Linked DNA regions of Arachis hypogaea: region 2 is linked to region 1. A link is a contact called in public Hi-C data. All regions are on one chromosome and are shown on one strand. The core of a region is the stretch at or near the end of the contact, and the rest is flanking DNA. Distances in the headings are between cores, read along the strand shown. Region 1 holds the start of LOC112748872 (transcription factor BPE). Region 2 holds the start of LOC112750651 (protein FLOWERING LOCUS D).

The links. A called contact is a pair of places that touch in the nucleus more often than the background predicts.
Region 2: a Hi-C map of leaf shows a contact between it and region 1, with 2.5 times the contacts expected there. The contact joins the promoter of LOC112750651 here to the promoter of LOC112748872 in region 1. A contact is called at or near these places in 2 of 8 Hi-C or Micro-C datasets (leaf and an unstated tissue).

What each region holds. Positions count from the first base shown.
Region 1 is chr15:128,787,417-128,790,892 of arahy.Tifrunner.gnm2.J5K5, forward strand. It overlaps LOC112748872 (transcription factor BPE), which reads right to left and starts at 1,821. Exons shown (of 5, transcript XM_029293354.2): 1 at 1,701-1,821. The coding sequence starts at 1,730. LOC112750649 (a long non-coding RNA gene) reads left to right here and starts at 2,131. Exons shown (of 4, transcript XR_003175948.3): 1 at 2,131-2,870; 2 at 3,006-3,200; 3 at 3,347-3,442.
Region 2 is chr15:129,101,993-129,105,468 of arahy.Tifrunner.gnm2.J5K5, forward strand. It overlaps LOC112750651 (protein FLOWERING LOCUS D), which reads left to right and starts at 1,727. Exons shown (of 7, transcript XR_003175951.3): 1 at 1,727-3,476.

The DNA.
Region 1 (3,476 bases), core at 571-3,070:
CCCAATGAATGACCCTCCATTGATCACCAAAACATGTCAGCTGAGACAGAAGAAAAATGATTAATGTACATCACCTATGGGTCACATATCTCATATTCAAATACATCTAGTGGAGCCAAATTTTGGAATGCAAATTGAAGAGAAAAATAAAACAAGGCAGGAGGGACTGAGTTGAGCGACTATAAATAGATGGAGAAAATTGAGTAGATATAAGGTGATGTGTTTTAAGTATGAATACAACAACAAAGCCTTATCCTACTATGTGAGGTTGGCTTGTTTAAGTATGAATTACATATAACATTATTCATAATGTTTCAAAGAGTACTTTGGTCAAGCAATTCTGAATTAGGATTATTACATGGATACACTACAAATTCCAATTCAATTCTTTTAGAACTACTGGCATATAGTTCCAATGATAAGGAACCCGTCCTAACCAAAGTTCCATGAAGTGGGTAGGGATCTCCCATTAAGGACCCTTTCCATCCTTAAATTTCAACTCCGAAATTTCCATCCAATTAGAAGGTATTTAATTAAGAAAAATACAAAAAAACAAATAAATCCAGAGAAAAAGAAAAACAACAAAGCAAAAAACTAAGTCATCATTCGTCCAATTATGAGTGGCATGAAAACGATGGGCAAGCTTATTCAACTACATTTTCCATTATTTTCTTATTTATTTATTTTTCCTTATAAAAATAGAAACAATAGAAGAAATAATATTTAGAGTGAGAATCGAGCTAAAATTTGGAAAGTGGCTCAGCCGCTCAGGATTGACGAAATTGCCAAATATTCCAAAATCGCAAAATCCTTACTTCCAGATCCAACAACTGAGCCATTTAATTCAGATGAAGATGCACGCCATCACTTTCGTATATTATCAATAATGACACACGTTATAACAAAACCAAAATATATTAAAGAGAAAAAACCCTAAACGGTATCTAACAATTATTTCGAAAGACAATGGGCCCTTAACTTTTACTTTTCGGTCCTTGATCTTTACTTTTGTGAGACGGATTAGTTCTACTATCAATATTTTCTCTCTGTATTAACGAAATAAGCCTACATGACATGTTAAAATGTTAACTTATTTATTAATAGCTAATTAGGATTGACAAATTATTTTTTGTTGGGAGTCTTCTTGTCTTTTAGGGATAATTGTCAAGGTTATTTAGCTTTTATTTTGTTACTTTTCAATTACATTGACTAAATTTACCGTGTAAAACTAAGAAATAGTAATTTTTAAATTGTTTTTACTTATAAAAATTAAATAGAAGATATATTAGTGATTAATGTATCACATAAATATGTTTTGGAAAAAGATCATTGATCAAGCGGGTTAACAGATCCCATGAAATTAAATATCAATGACTGAAATGAATATTTTTTTTGTCAGGGCCTCGTAGTCCTTCAAAAAGATTATCAGGGTCAAAATGGGTATTCACCCTAGATTAAATTGTAATCTTTACTCATCGTAAAGAACATGGAAGTTTCTGGAAGTTTCTTGGTTCGTTAATTCGAGCTCATAAAACTTGAAATCATGAAATGACATATATATAATCAACAAATCAAATACTAAAATAAAGTTAAAATACTTACTAATTATTCAGCAGTCACTAATAAAAAATAACTATTTAATTAAACAAACACAAGATATTAATTAATTAATTTAACGCGAAGTTAAGCAAAGTTCAAACCAAGTCGTTGGCAGAACTGGTGGAAACCATCCTGGAGGAGTCGTCCTCGGAGGCAACTGCAGCTGCGGCGTGGACGAGTGAGTTCTTCCTCTTACGGTGTTTGCGAGTGGCAATTACGGCGGGCCTCAAGTCGGTGACGGTGGACTCGTGGCGGAAGCGTCTCGAAGAAGGGGGAGTGGTTATGGTTATGAGAGGAGTCTTGAATGGGTGAAAAATTACCGTCTTGTCCACCAAAATTGGAGATTCTTAGACCGAGCCCCGTGGTGGGGAAGGGCCAAATCTCGGAAAGAGTGTAAGCTGAAGGATGGCAGCAGAGAATGTAGCGTCGTTAATGAGTTGAGGATCCATAACAAGTCAAATTTAGGAGTGTGGTACGTTGTTTTCTCTTTTCTTTTCTTTTGTTAATGGGATTGTTGTAGTTTAGAGGAATAAACGGGGATCCGAGTGAGTGTGTGTGGGAGCTTTGGGTTATTTAATTATGATTTGTGATTAGGAGAGTGAGTGAATGAGTGAGTGAGCGAGCGAGCGAGTTCTGAGTAGAGAGGAAACTGGAGTTTTTTTTTTTTGGACATGGCCTAAAGCCAAAAGAAACGACTCGGCTCACACAATCAGAACTTAACCCGACCCGAAAAACTACCCACACAGAGACCCACCCCCAAACCGACCCCAATCCTGTCTTCTTCTCCTTCACCTTCGACCAGAGATCTTTCAAAGCTTGAGCCTATTGCTGCATGTGGATGAAACAAGCTCCCAGACCTTCATCAGTGGCTTCAATCGGATTCTGCAGGTGCTGATTTCTCAAGGTCATCGAAGTTGCGCCTCCTCTTCTTTAAGAAGGTTGCTCCTCGTCTTCAATGGTGGCCATTTGTGCTTCGCGTGGCTTGTTGCTTCCTCGCTCCAAAGCGCAAGTGGTTCTGTTCTCCCTGGGGTGCTTTACCCATTTCTCTAAGGAAAGTCCTACTCCTGCCCTGTGGTAACTCCTGTCGTCCCCTCCCATGGCACCTCCCAAGTTGCATTGGTGCTGCCAGCGACTTCTACCAATGGCCCATCCCCTTGTCTCTGTTGGTTCATTGTAGCTCCCAGTTTTCGACCCAAGCATTTGAAATGCTCGAGTCTGATCATCCACTCCAGCTTCTTCACTCTTCCCTGGTTCAACACCCACCCTCCCAGGTAAAATATCTTCTCTGTGTTGTCTTTGATGGCTTGTTGAAAATGGAACTAAATTGGTATGATTCTGTATATTTTGCTCCTGCTGAAGTGTTGCGAACCCTGCTTCTGTTCTTATTGTATTCTTAATTTGAGCAGGTGGATTGATGATCCACTGCCTCTGTAATCCATTCCCCGCTGCCGTTGCTGCCAGTTGGTGAGCTAAGTTGTTTCCGTCTCTTGGAGTCTAGGTAACTTCTACATCTGGAGCCTCTTTCAGCAGATAGAGAATGTCTCTGATGATTGCGTCTGTCTCTGCCAAAGAAGTTTTTGCCTTAATTACTTGAACCAGAGGTAAGCAATCTGTTTCTATTATGCATTTTCCTAGCTGAAGATTTTTAATAAGAATGAGTGCTTCTCTGTATGCTTGAGCTTCTGCTTCTAAACATGATGTTGACTTGAAAGTTGTTGTTAACCCTGAGACAATTTTTCCTCGCCAGTCCCTGGCTACCACTGCTGAAGCTGCCATGCCTGTTTTCCTGTGAAAAGCCGCATCAGTGTTCACCTTTAACCAATCCTTGGGCGGAGGCCTCCAAGTAACTCTCTTCTTCTCTGTGCTCCTGCCTGCTT
Region 2 (3,476 bases), core at 477-2,976, 310 kb after region 1:
TTCACACGTCATTTGGAAACACCGAATTGCGGCTCAACTGTTCGGGTGCAACTGCGACGGGGCCACGTCGCACCGGTTTAAGAGTGCCATCTGGAAGGGGGAGAAGGGGATGCGAACCCCCAAGACAGTGAACATCGCCTCATACAGCCACATCCAGTCGGCAATTCGGGGCGTATTAAGGTTGAGTTGGCATAGGCATTCATGAGCGGCGGGAACAAAGGCTTCGTAGCGCGCCTCCTCATCATCGCCCCCACAAAGCTGGTCGCGGACACGGAACTCCGTGAACTCCTCTAATGTCATTTGCGAAGGGGTTCGCTTCACATTGGAAGTAACCCACACATATCTGTCGACAGGGGGTCTCGGGAGGGGAAGTTGCGCCATACCTACGGTGGGGGCACCACAAAGTTAGACTGCCAGGCCGGGAAGTCGGGAAACCTAAGAAGATTAAACTAATGCTACTCGCACTAAACGCTACAGTAAGCTTATTTGCAGTTAAAGAAAGGATAAATCTACAGCCACCTAAAGATCAGAAATCGCAAACCTAAATGGCAACCCCCCTAACTTCTGCCTATCGCTACCAAGCATGCAAGACCAACATCTAATCCAAATAAACGCGAACGGGGAAAACATGCAGTATACAAGTGCAACAATATCAAAAAGCATCAAAGGCAAAGAAAGACTTACCAGGATGATGATAATCGAAAGAAGCTGGGGAGTACTGCAGAGATTTGGACGAATCAGGGGCGATTGAGAACGAAGAACTTCAGAAAATGTGGAAAGGAAAGGAGGAATGCGTAACAGATATTTGGGAGTGACAAACTGAAGTAATAAGGCAAGGAAAGGAAAAACAAAGCGAAGTGTAACTACAATGGAGAATCGCGAAAGACAGGGACAAAATGGACTTTTTCCCATGCTTTCAAATCACCCATAAATGCACTTAATGGCAGTCGCGGATAACGAGGCAACAAGCGGCGATTCCCCAAATCGACGAAGCTATCTCGCGCATAAGAGACACGTCCCAATTACGAGCGACCGACCCCACGACGAAACAAAAGGCTCAGAACGCGCCAACAACGGTACTCCCGGCCCTAGCTGGCGCGTTGGGGGCACTGTTACGGCCCGGCCCGGCTAGCATAACGCCCCGATCCGTGCGTCCGACCCAACTGTGACATCGGACCCGAACCGGGGAACTGACTCGGACACCTGTCCACCTGTAACCCATCACAAGACAGCTGGGGAAGGAAGCTTCCAAGAAGGTGGGACTGTCCTCGTGGGACCCACCTCACTGACAGGGTATATATGGGAGGGCCCTACCCCTCCCCCACAGTACGTCACTATCCCTTAACTCTCACTGCCACTTATACGGTCTCTGACTTGAGCGTCGAAATCCTTTTTGCAAGTGGCTCCCCCCTTCTAAACACAACTGCTCGCGAGGTTGTGATGTCTGACTCTCCTCCCTCCTAGTCCACAGTCCAAAAGATCCGTCCGCTCACTATCAACAAAGCCGAATTCCCTTCGTCAATCACCCATTTAATCCACCCGGTCCGTTTGGCATCCGACCAACCGAACAAGAACAAAAGAACCTTGCAACAATGAAAAAGGAGTAGGGTGTAATTACCAATGTATATATAGAATATGATTGTAATTTTAATAGAAATAAAGACACGTGTCAATTGGAGAAATGCCAAAAACAGTTGAAAAATAGACAGGTGTTGAAATATGTGAAGGGTGTTACTGTTTTGCAATATAATAAATAGATAGATAAAAATAGATAGCGATTATTTACGAGTTAAAAATCCATCTCCGTGCCCAGTGGCGTTTCCAGTGTTTGAACCGCCGTTGGTCCGTCAGACATTGAACAATGGTGACGGCATACGGATGAGCTATTGAGCTACGTGGATACTGGAATTTCGGTCACAAACATGAAACAACACTTTTATTTCCATTATCTGTGAAATTCGTCCATCTTTGGAAGAGGAAGAAAAAAATAAGAAAAAATAAAAACCTTAAATTAAAATTATAGCACTACGAGATGGATTCCCCATCCGAATTTTCTTCCTTCCCCCCATCCCAGACCCAGTTGCCTCCTCAACAAAACCCTAACCCTATCGTTTTTTTGGATCCCAACTCCGATTCTTTCCCAAACTGGGCTGAAAACCCTAACCCTAACTTGCACAACTATCTTTCCTTCACCGTCCCGAAGAAGAGGAGGCGCGGCAGGTCCCAACGCAACCCGGCGTTGTTTCGCATCCCTCTCAACCCCAATGACGCTTCCAATTCTAACAACAACAACGGTTTCTCGTCTTCCGCTGCGGCAGTCCCCGTTTCGGCTCCTTTGTCGAAAGTCGTCATCGGAAACCCGCCGCCCCCGCCGCTGTCAATGTCGATGCAGTACTCGGTGCCTGACAATTCCGATGAGATTATTGTGATCAACAAGGAGCCGAAGACTGAAGCCTTGATTGCCCTCAGCGCCGGGTTTCCAGCCGATTCGCTAACCGAGGAGGAGATCGAAGCGGGGGTTCTCCCGGTCATCGGAGGGATAGAGCAAGTGAACTACACTCTCATTAGGAACCATATAATTGCCAAATGGCGCGAGAATGTGTCCCAGTGGGTCACGAAGGAGATGTTCGTTGACTACATACCTCAGCATTATCACGCTCTTCTTGACTCCGCTTATAACTACCTCGTCTCGCATGGATACATCAATTTTGGAGTTGCACCCTTAATTAAGGAAAAAATTCCGTTGGAAATGAGTAAACCGAGCGTGATCATCATCGGCGCTGGCCTGGCCGGATTGGCGGCTGCTAGGCAGCTGATGCGGTTTGGCTTTAAAGTAACGGTCTTGGAAGGGAGGAAGCGCGCCGGCGGACGAGTTTATACGAAGAAGATGGAGGGAGGGAATAGGGTGTGTGCAGCTGCGGATTTGGGCGGGAGTGTTTTAACTGGTACCTTAGGGAATCCTCTTGGCATTGTGGCAAGGCAGTTAGGTGATGTGCTTCATAAGGTAAGGGATAAGTGTCCACTTTATAGTCTCGATGGAAAGCCAGTTGACCCTGATATGGATGTAAAGGTGGAAAATGCGTTCAACCGTTTGCTTGACAAGGCAAGCAGGCTTAGACAGTTGATGGGGGAGGTATCTATGGATGTGTCCCTTGGTGCAGCATTGGAAACGTTTAGGCAAGTGTACAAGGATGCGGTGAATGATGAGGAGATGAACTTGTTTAATTGGCATCTAGCCAATTTGGAGTATGCGAATGCCGGTTTGTTGTCCCATCTTTCGCTAGCGTTTTGGGATCAAGATGATCCATATGATATGGGAGGGGATCATTGCTTTTTGCCTGGAGGAAATGGGAAGTTAGTTCAAGCTTTGGCTGAGAACGTGTCTATTCTATATGAGAAAACTGTACATACTGTTAGATACAGTGGTGATGGAGTGCAGGTTATTGCAGGAAATCAGGTCTTTGAGGGTGATATGG